2 separate regions of the Danio rerio genome follow, and region 1 is linked to region 2. Evidence: chromatin contacts called from public HiCAR-type data. All regions are on one chromosome and are shown on one strand. The core of a region is the stretch at or near the end of the contact, and the rest is flanking DNA. Distances in the headings are between cores, read along the strand shown.

Evidence for each region. HiCAR-type assays count read pairs that join an accessible place to other places.
Region 1: a HiCAR-type map of caudal fin shows a contact between it and region 2, with 4 times the contacts expected there. The contact joins two enhancer-like sites.

What each region holds. Positions count from the first base shown.
Region 1 is chr17:39,773,977-39,778,066 of GRCz12tu, forward strand. The region is part of intron 2 of LOC103909058 (a long non-coding RNA gene); the gene reads left to right. Among named protein-coding and RNA genes, the nearest start is that of plekhh1, 24 kb to the right of the region's middle. Within about 2 kb of position 2,690, at least 23 of the 62 cell types and tissues checked have an H3K27ac peak or open chromatin away from gene starts, as enhancers often do. A contact at or near this core is called in caudal fin, where this site is marked.
Region 2 is chr17:39,578,197-39,581,870 of GRCz12tu, forward strand. No RefSeq gene overlaps it. Among named protein-coding and RNA genes, the nearest start is that of zfp36l1a, 83 kb to the right of the region's middle. Within about 2 kb of position 1,760, at least 23 of the 62 cell types and tissues checked have an H3K27ac peak or open chromatin away from gene starts, as enhancers often do. A contact at or near this core is called in caudal fin, where this site is marked.

The DNA.
Region 1 (4,090 bases), core at 1,440-3,939, 200 kb after region 2:
AGGCACACTCAAGCACCCAGGGGAAGTGAAGCGCATAAAAGGGCCAGTGGCTAAATAGGAGACCGTAGTGTAACACCCATCTGAACATAAACAGGGGGATCTCCTTACAGAACAGACCACATCTAACAGCACTGGGAAAGGTGGATGAGGTCAGGACACTTCTCATTGGTGGAAATGCAGGGGGGGGGGGGGGGGGGGGGGGGGGGTCATTAATTACTGTAATTACAACCAAAAGCCTTTTCACTCTCTTATTCAAACAGTGAAAAAGGAAGGTGGGGTTGCTTGTCTATTACTCAATGGAGCACACACACATTCTCATGGCACACGCACACATATGCCAACATGCACACACACGGCATACACACAAGCACAGGCATGCAGATGTATGGACAGGCATTGGCTTGTTGTTGACACACTTGACGACAGCCTCAAACACACACACACACACACACACATGTATGTACTAATGCACACAAATACACACGCCACACACAGTGGAGTGCTGCAGAATCCCATTTTGCTGTTTTTTTTCTTAAAGCCTCATTTCCTTCATCAGTATGAGTGATGTGGTTAGTGTCGGGGAGCAAAACTGATGTATGGAGTCTGAGTCTGCTTGTCTTCTACTTGTTGTTTGTTTTTCTGTCTTGCTCTGTCCCCTCATGGTCTTCACCAAAGCCCAGTACACATTTTTATCAAGCTTTGCATGGTAGAATCTCCCTGAATGGTGGACATTTTTGTGTAAACAGACAGTAAATGGCTTTGATATTATATAATTCAAGACTGTACAGTATTGCAAATTGCAGTTTAATTATATATATATATATATATATATATATATATATATATATATATATATATATATATATATATATATATATATATATATATCCACCCTGCTGCTGATAAAAGCATGAACATCTCTAAGTCCTCACTGGAAACAAAGCATCTAATTCTTGCAATGTTTTTTGAGATGATGGTATGCTGACTTAGTTACTGCTTTGATGTGACTATTGAAACTCAGTCATGTCAAAGCAGTAACTCTACAGTGGAGTTCAATGCTTTATACATTAGTCAAGTAGAATCTTCCTTTGCCTTGATTTACTCACAAAAGCCTCTGCATTGTCCTCTATCCCACTTTTTAAAAACTTTTTTTTATCACTCTTACTGTCTTCTCAGATGGGATGGCAGGCCAAATCAAAGGTTACCATGGGCCAATTTTGGCCTGCGGGCCCTAGGCATCTCTGCTCCAAAGCAATCATGTCACAAAGTGTGACTCTCCACCACTAGTTCTAGAAACTGTGAAAAAGTTCCATCAGTGCGAAAGGGTTCCACCAGTGCCTCTTGTTAGTGTTTCTGACTCACATTTTGGAATCAAGTGAAACCAGGGGGGTTGTATTAGCTTTTAAAGTATGGACAGAACTTGTTTGGTTTACATCATGTATGTGTAAACAAGAAACAATGTTCCATCTTAAGACCTTTGCTGTTCTCTTTCATTATACAAGGTGATACCAAATAAATTAATGTGTGTATTCAGTGCCAATATGCTAGAGGTAAAGTGTGCCAACAAATAGTACTGGTGTGTTCATGGCGAAATGAGTTTAATTCCCGGCTCAAGGTGCTTTGCCGTTCATTCCTTCCTTTTTTCTCCCTATGTATTTGTCTTAACTTCACTGTACTATATAATAAAGGTAAAAAATATAATTATAAAATATATTATAGTTTTTTTTATAGTTTTTATAATTATAATAAACTAAATATAACAAAAAATGTATGTGTTTACAGTATAATCTAAATTTTTATAGTGGATTATTTGAAGGTGCTACTACATAAAATTATAATATAACTTTTATGACAAAAAAGGGTTCTGTAACAAAGTTTTCTTCCTTATTCTAACCTTAAAGACTGAGTGTTCTCTCGTTTTACCCCCACTTTTGTCATCCATAGTTTGCTAGCTGGAGGTGTTAAACCTTGTAAATCTTGTTTGTGACAATTATTGTAAAATGTGCTTTAGGGAAAAAAAAATACTGAACTGAAAGCCATTGGGACTTTTTTACCCATTCAATACTTGGAAAATCAATTACAGGTAAAGGTTGAAATCATGTTTGTTTGTTTTTTTTTTTTGTTTTGTTTTTTTACATACATCCTCATTCTGACAGAGATATGCATCTAGTCACCTCTTCACACAGTGCCGGACTGCAATAACCTTGAGACTTTAAGATCACCTACTGAGCAGCATTCCAATATGTCTCTACCTGTCATTTACAACAACTCAGAGCCGTTCTAGTTTAGAGTATGCTTCAGTAATCAAAAATCACATAGGTAAGCATTTCATGTTCTCAGTGCAATTATGCCTGAATGTGATTACATAAATTTGAGATGTCCAACTAAACACGTCACAAAGGCACCACCTTGTCTCATTATTTGTATTGTGCAAGGTACACTTGAGATTATATTTCACTCTAAACCAACCACAAAACTCTGCAGATGCTAATTTTGCCCTTTGCTAATGGAACAGCTAATCCTGGAGCAGTGAGTCCACATGTTTATGTGCTTTCTAAACTGATTCCCTTGTGCCTGGGTTTGATTCACAAGATCCCTGGTTAGATAGTAAGACTGTTTATCATTATCAAGTCATTGAGTGTGTTGTTGAGTTGTGGTTAGCATTACAACACTGTTGAAAGTTAACCCATTACAAGCTGAACGTTTGCAGGCTAGTGTGTCAAAGAACATAGAGCTTAGATGGCACCTGCTGGACACAATCAGAACTGCTGTTAAAAATTCTACATTGCCTTTTTTCATTTAGCCTACCTGTAATCGTTGATAAAACGGTAACGAAAAATGGCGGGAAACTCCTCAAACAACTCCAGAATAGCCTAATAGTTATACATGGATAGTTTTATTGAAGATAAAATGTGCAGTTTAGTAGGCAAGCTGAAGATCACTCAGCATATTTTTTACTCAGAAATAGTAAACTTGGTCTATATATAAACTCATAATTTATTTGTATATACTCGTGATACAAATAAACTACACTGTAATATCACTAATCAAGGATGTAATGAACTTTTACAGGCAAAATACTGTATAATAAGTACTTTAGGTTGTTCCAATTTGCACATGAAACTACAACAAATAGACTAAAGCTTATGAGTTACTAGTTTAAGGACAAATGTGCCTTGCACCAAATTAGGTATTGCGAAAAAAGATTAGTTAGCAAAGTTAACTAATCATTATTTGAAGGCTATGCTGCCTGCAAGAACACCTGTATACTGTAAAACCTGAACAGTGAAAAATCACTAAATGAAATAAGCTGGTTTAACTGATAATTTTAAAAAATTGACTAAAATTTGACTAAATGAAAAAGAGTTATGGTAACTCATAAACGGATTACATTAAATAGAACTCATGCCTAATGAGTTATGAATTGATTTATTATATATTTTTGTTTGTGTTAACTCTAATGCTAGAAGCAATACCAAACCATTTGAGTGGCTATATAGTTGTTTGGACTTCTATTAACTGAACTTATATCGATTTGACTGTGAACTTAACTGAACTTAAAATGTTTAAATTACTACTACTCTTAATATTTGAAATCAACCCATATATATTATAGTACCAGTTTGCAAAACTTAAATGGTTAACCGCAGTTGGATTCCTCAAAAAGTAATTGGGTTTTACAATGCAGTAGCATATTTGTTTTTCCACAAAGAAAAACTGTTAAATTAGGGCAGCTTTTATGAATAAAAAATTTAGAAATACATTATTGGAGTACATCTCAAGACAAAACAAATGCACTGATGTATTTCAATATTTATCACTGCAAGTTCATTTTGGTTTAGACAGCTCAAACATCCAGTTTAGTCTCGGAATAGCCTTAAGCCTTATCTCTGAAATGATGATTATGAAGATGAATATTTAATATATGTGAAAAAAATAGGTCACTCAGCATAGAGTTTTGATTAAGAATATGTCAATGAACAGGGATAGGCCAAATACACTAAAACGTCAAGTATACTGATTGTAATATTAAGTATATTTCAGAGAAGAACATAAAAAGTAAACTGAACATACAAATAAAAAAATATAT
Region 2 (3,674 bases), core at 510-3,009:
AATAATTACAATATTACATATTTGGTGCTTTATTAAGTCTATAAAATCTTCAGTTATAATCTGTATTGAATTAAGAAGACACAGTGGAGCTGAGTTATTTTAGTTACTGTCATTTTGCTAGATACAGAAATGCGGGGAAAAAAACTAATTTAATGAAGGTGTACTGGAAAAAGTGATTAGTTTACTTTTATTTCTAAAAAGTGAGTACAATTTGCATAAATCAACTTCACAGTTCCAAGTTACAATGGATTTAGCTGCATTATTTTTGTGGAGTCAACTTGTTGCTTTTAAGGCAATTGGTTTACTCTCTCTAATCACTTTTTACAGTGTGGTTTTGTTGCAATTGGTTTTCTCAAAATGTTTGAGTTACCTTAACTTTTTGGGTTTTACAGTGAAGGAAATTTACTGTTATCCAGGAAACATGTTTACTGTTTAAACCAGAGATGCCCAAACTAGGGCTCACGGGCCAAAGTTGGCCCATGGTAATGATTTGGCCAACTATCCCACCTAAGAATGATTTAGAGATTGTAATTTCAAATCATTGTAACCTTCACTTTGTTTGTTTCATTCTTAAGCTACAAAAAAGCTATCTGAAAATAAATATTTCAAATGAAATGGTGTATTTCAGTTTAATATACAGATAGAAAACAATGCAGAGACTGGTGAGCGAATCAAGGCAAAGACATGATTGTTCATGATTTTAATGCAGTTATAATAAGTTATCATTTAAAATGTTCAAACACTACATTAGTTAATACAACTGAAAGTAATGTTTTCCATTTATTTACATTTTAATAAGAAGAAATTAATTAAAAATTTTCAAATGGCAACTTTAATGTAAAATAATTTGGTGTATTTATCTTTGGGGCCCATGTCTATCAATGATATTTGGTTTTTGGCATTCATACAAAAAAGTTTGGGCACCCATGGTTTAAACAGTTTTTACTCTAAATATTACAGTCATTTTCACTGTTAGAGTAAAGGTTAAAATAGAGTTTGCATGTAATACTTTCATTTGTAGAACAGCAACAACAACAACAACAACAACTAAATTTTAACACTTTATTTTTAGCCATGGTATGAGTGCCAGTAAAGTTGCAAATGACTTTCATTTCATGTAAAAAAAAAAAAAAAAAAAAAAAGAGAGAGAGAGAGAGAGTTTGTGTTTGTGAGCAGAATGAACAACTTTTAATGACATAATGACAGAACACTTAATTTTTGAATGAACTTAAAACCAAATTAGAATTTCTGGGACTCTCTGACCACTCCTGCTGGCCTTTCTGTCTTCTAGTGGACGATTATGAACTTAAAGAGGACAATCCTTCATTGTCCCACTCGAGGTCCCTAATTCACTGTGTGTGACAGAGGGAAGGGCACTGTTGCCGTCCAGTTACCCGCCTGATAATGCAGCCACTGTCTGCTCCACTCTGCCTCGAGTCCTTTGTAAGGAAAAAGAGCCGAGTACTAAAGAAGGAGAGCGAGAGAAAAACCTCTGTTTATGACAAAGAAAGGGGTGAATACTTCTGCACAAGTTCATTCATTCCTCAGCACTGGCAAAAAAAGAAAGAGAGAGATAATGTGAAAAGAGCGCCACAATTAGGACAACGTTACTAATTGAGATTGATAGCAGTTGAATTGTAACCATATTGGAGCGATCGTCTGATAGCACGTTTTTACCACAGGACGTAGATGCACAAGAGAGGAAGCGGATGCTGAAGCACAGATGTGCGTACAAACTTGTCATGACAGCTTTAGCACATGACAAACAGTCACTGGTGTCTGGCTAAATTTGTACTACTCTCATTCTGAGGCTGTTTTCACACTCTATGGGATTTCTTGGGCCAAAGCCGAGTTTGAAGCCTATTTGTTTGTTGAGAAATGCTTTCTTTTTTGGTATAATGAGTTGACCAGGAGCAACAGAAGATGCAGATTACTGTATGTGTCATCCATAATGGCTCACTTCCGAAATGTAGGATACGTGACTGAACCCTATAGGCCGCCACTTTTCCCAAAACAGCTGTCACATCAGTCAAACAAAGTGAAATCTGGTGACAAATGGGCTTACTGCTTGCTCTAGGTTACACGGTTGTGCTCTAGCTTAGGCTATGGATTCTAATGTCTTTTTAGATCATTTCTACATGCTAAAACAAACAAACATTTGGTTGCTTTTGTAGTATAAAAGCTTATGTGTGGTTTTGAGTGTAATTAAATTACTTCTCTGCTGAAAAAGTAGTGTAAGGGACTACTTTTTTCATTAATTTTCCTTTGGATTAGTCCCTTATTTATCAGGGGTTGCCACAGTGAATTGAACCGCCAACTATTCCAGCATATGTGTTACACAATGCGCTTCCAGTTGCAACTTATTACTGGGAAACACCTATACATCCTCACATCCAATTTGAATTTTATGTCCCTTTAGACTATTTCTAGCCATTACCATTTAAATGGGTTGCTTCTGTGCTGTAAAAACTTTTGAGGTTAAATGTAATCACGTGCATGGTTAATTCAATTACTTTTCTGATAAAAAAAAAAGTAGAGTAAGGGATTACTTTTGATTTTCAGGTCATTTGATTACAACTATTTACAATATACTTGCTTTAAATGCTAGATATTCATTTAACTGAATAAATCTGTTCAGAGAAGCAGTAATTATATGGTTTGTTATTCAAATATATTTGACTACAGAAGGTTATATTTATCATGATGATTGTATGTGCTTCAGAAATAAAAATGAATTGAGTGAGTAACTAGTTCATGAAAATATAAGGTGCAGGGCTTCCCACTTAGTTGAATTGAAACGCACCATTTACTCACATTACATAAAAATTGTTGACTATATGCAATAAACAAAACATAATTTAGTTTTAAACAATCGTTTTATTTATTTTGACACTGTTTTACGCTGTTTCTTTTCAATGCATTAAAGTAAAAAAAAGACAATCCACTATTTAATTTACTTTTATGATATTCAGGAGCCACGTGCACACACTGACATATCAAATCTGCTTCTCTTTCTCTTTCAAGTTCAAAGCAAACTTGAATGCCAAAGCATTTTAGAAATGTATTTAAAGTAGCCTATGTAATATAGCCTAATGAACCAAAACCAAATACATACAGCAAATCAGAAATAAATGACAGAAAAAGGAATAAAAAACAGACAATAGCTTAAAAAAAATTGTCCTTATTACAAGATTAAAATGTGTACAATATTTATGAAAATGCAAATGCATTGATTAACCATTACTAATGCTGTACATATATTTTGCAGCCAGTTTAGACCAGTCATTTCCTCCTCTCTGAGTGTAAAGATTTTATTCAAGAATGTATCTCTCATGACTGTGCGCACACTGTCAGCTGTAAAGCTAAACGAAATGTAAAAATGTAAAATAAATAAAATAATTTGGTATATTTATCTTTGGCCCATGGCTATCAACGATATTTGGTTTTTGGCCTGTCATACAAAAAAGTTTGGCCACTCCTGGTTTAAACAGTTTTTACTATTAATATCAGTATTTTTTTTTCACTGTAAAAGTACAGATTAAAGTAGAGTTTGCATGTAATACTTTCATTTGTAGAACAAAAAAATCATCATCATGCATTTTCTTGTCGGCTTAGTCCTTTTATTAATCCGGGGTCGCCACAGCAGAATGAACCACCAATTTATCCAGCAAGTT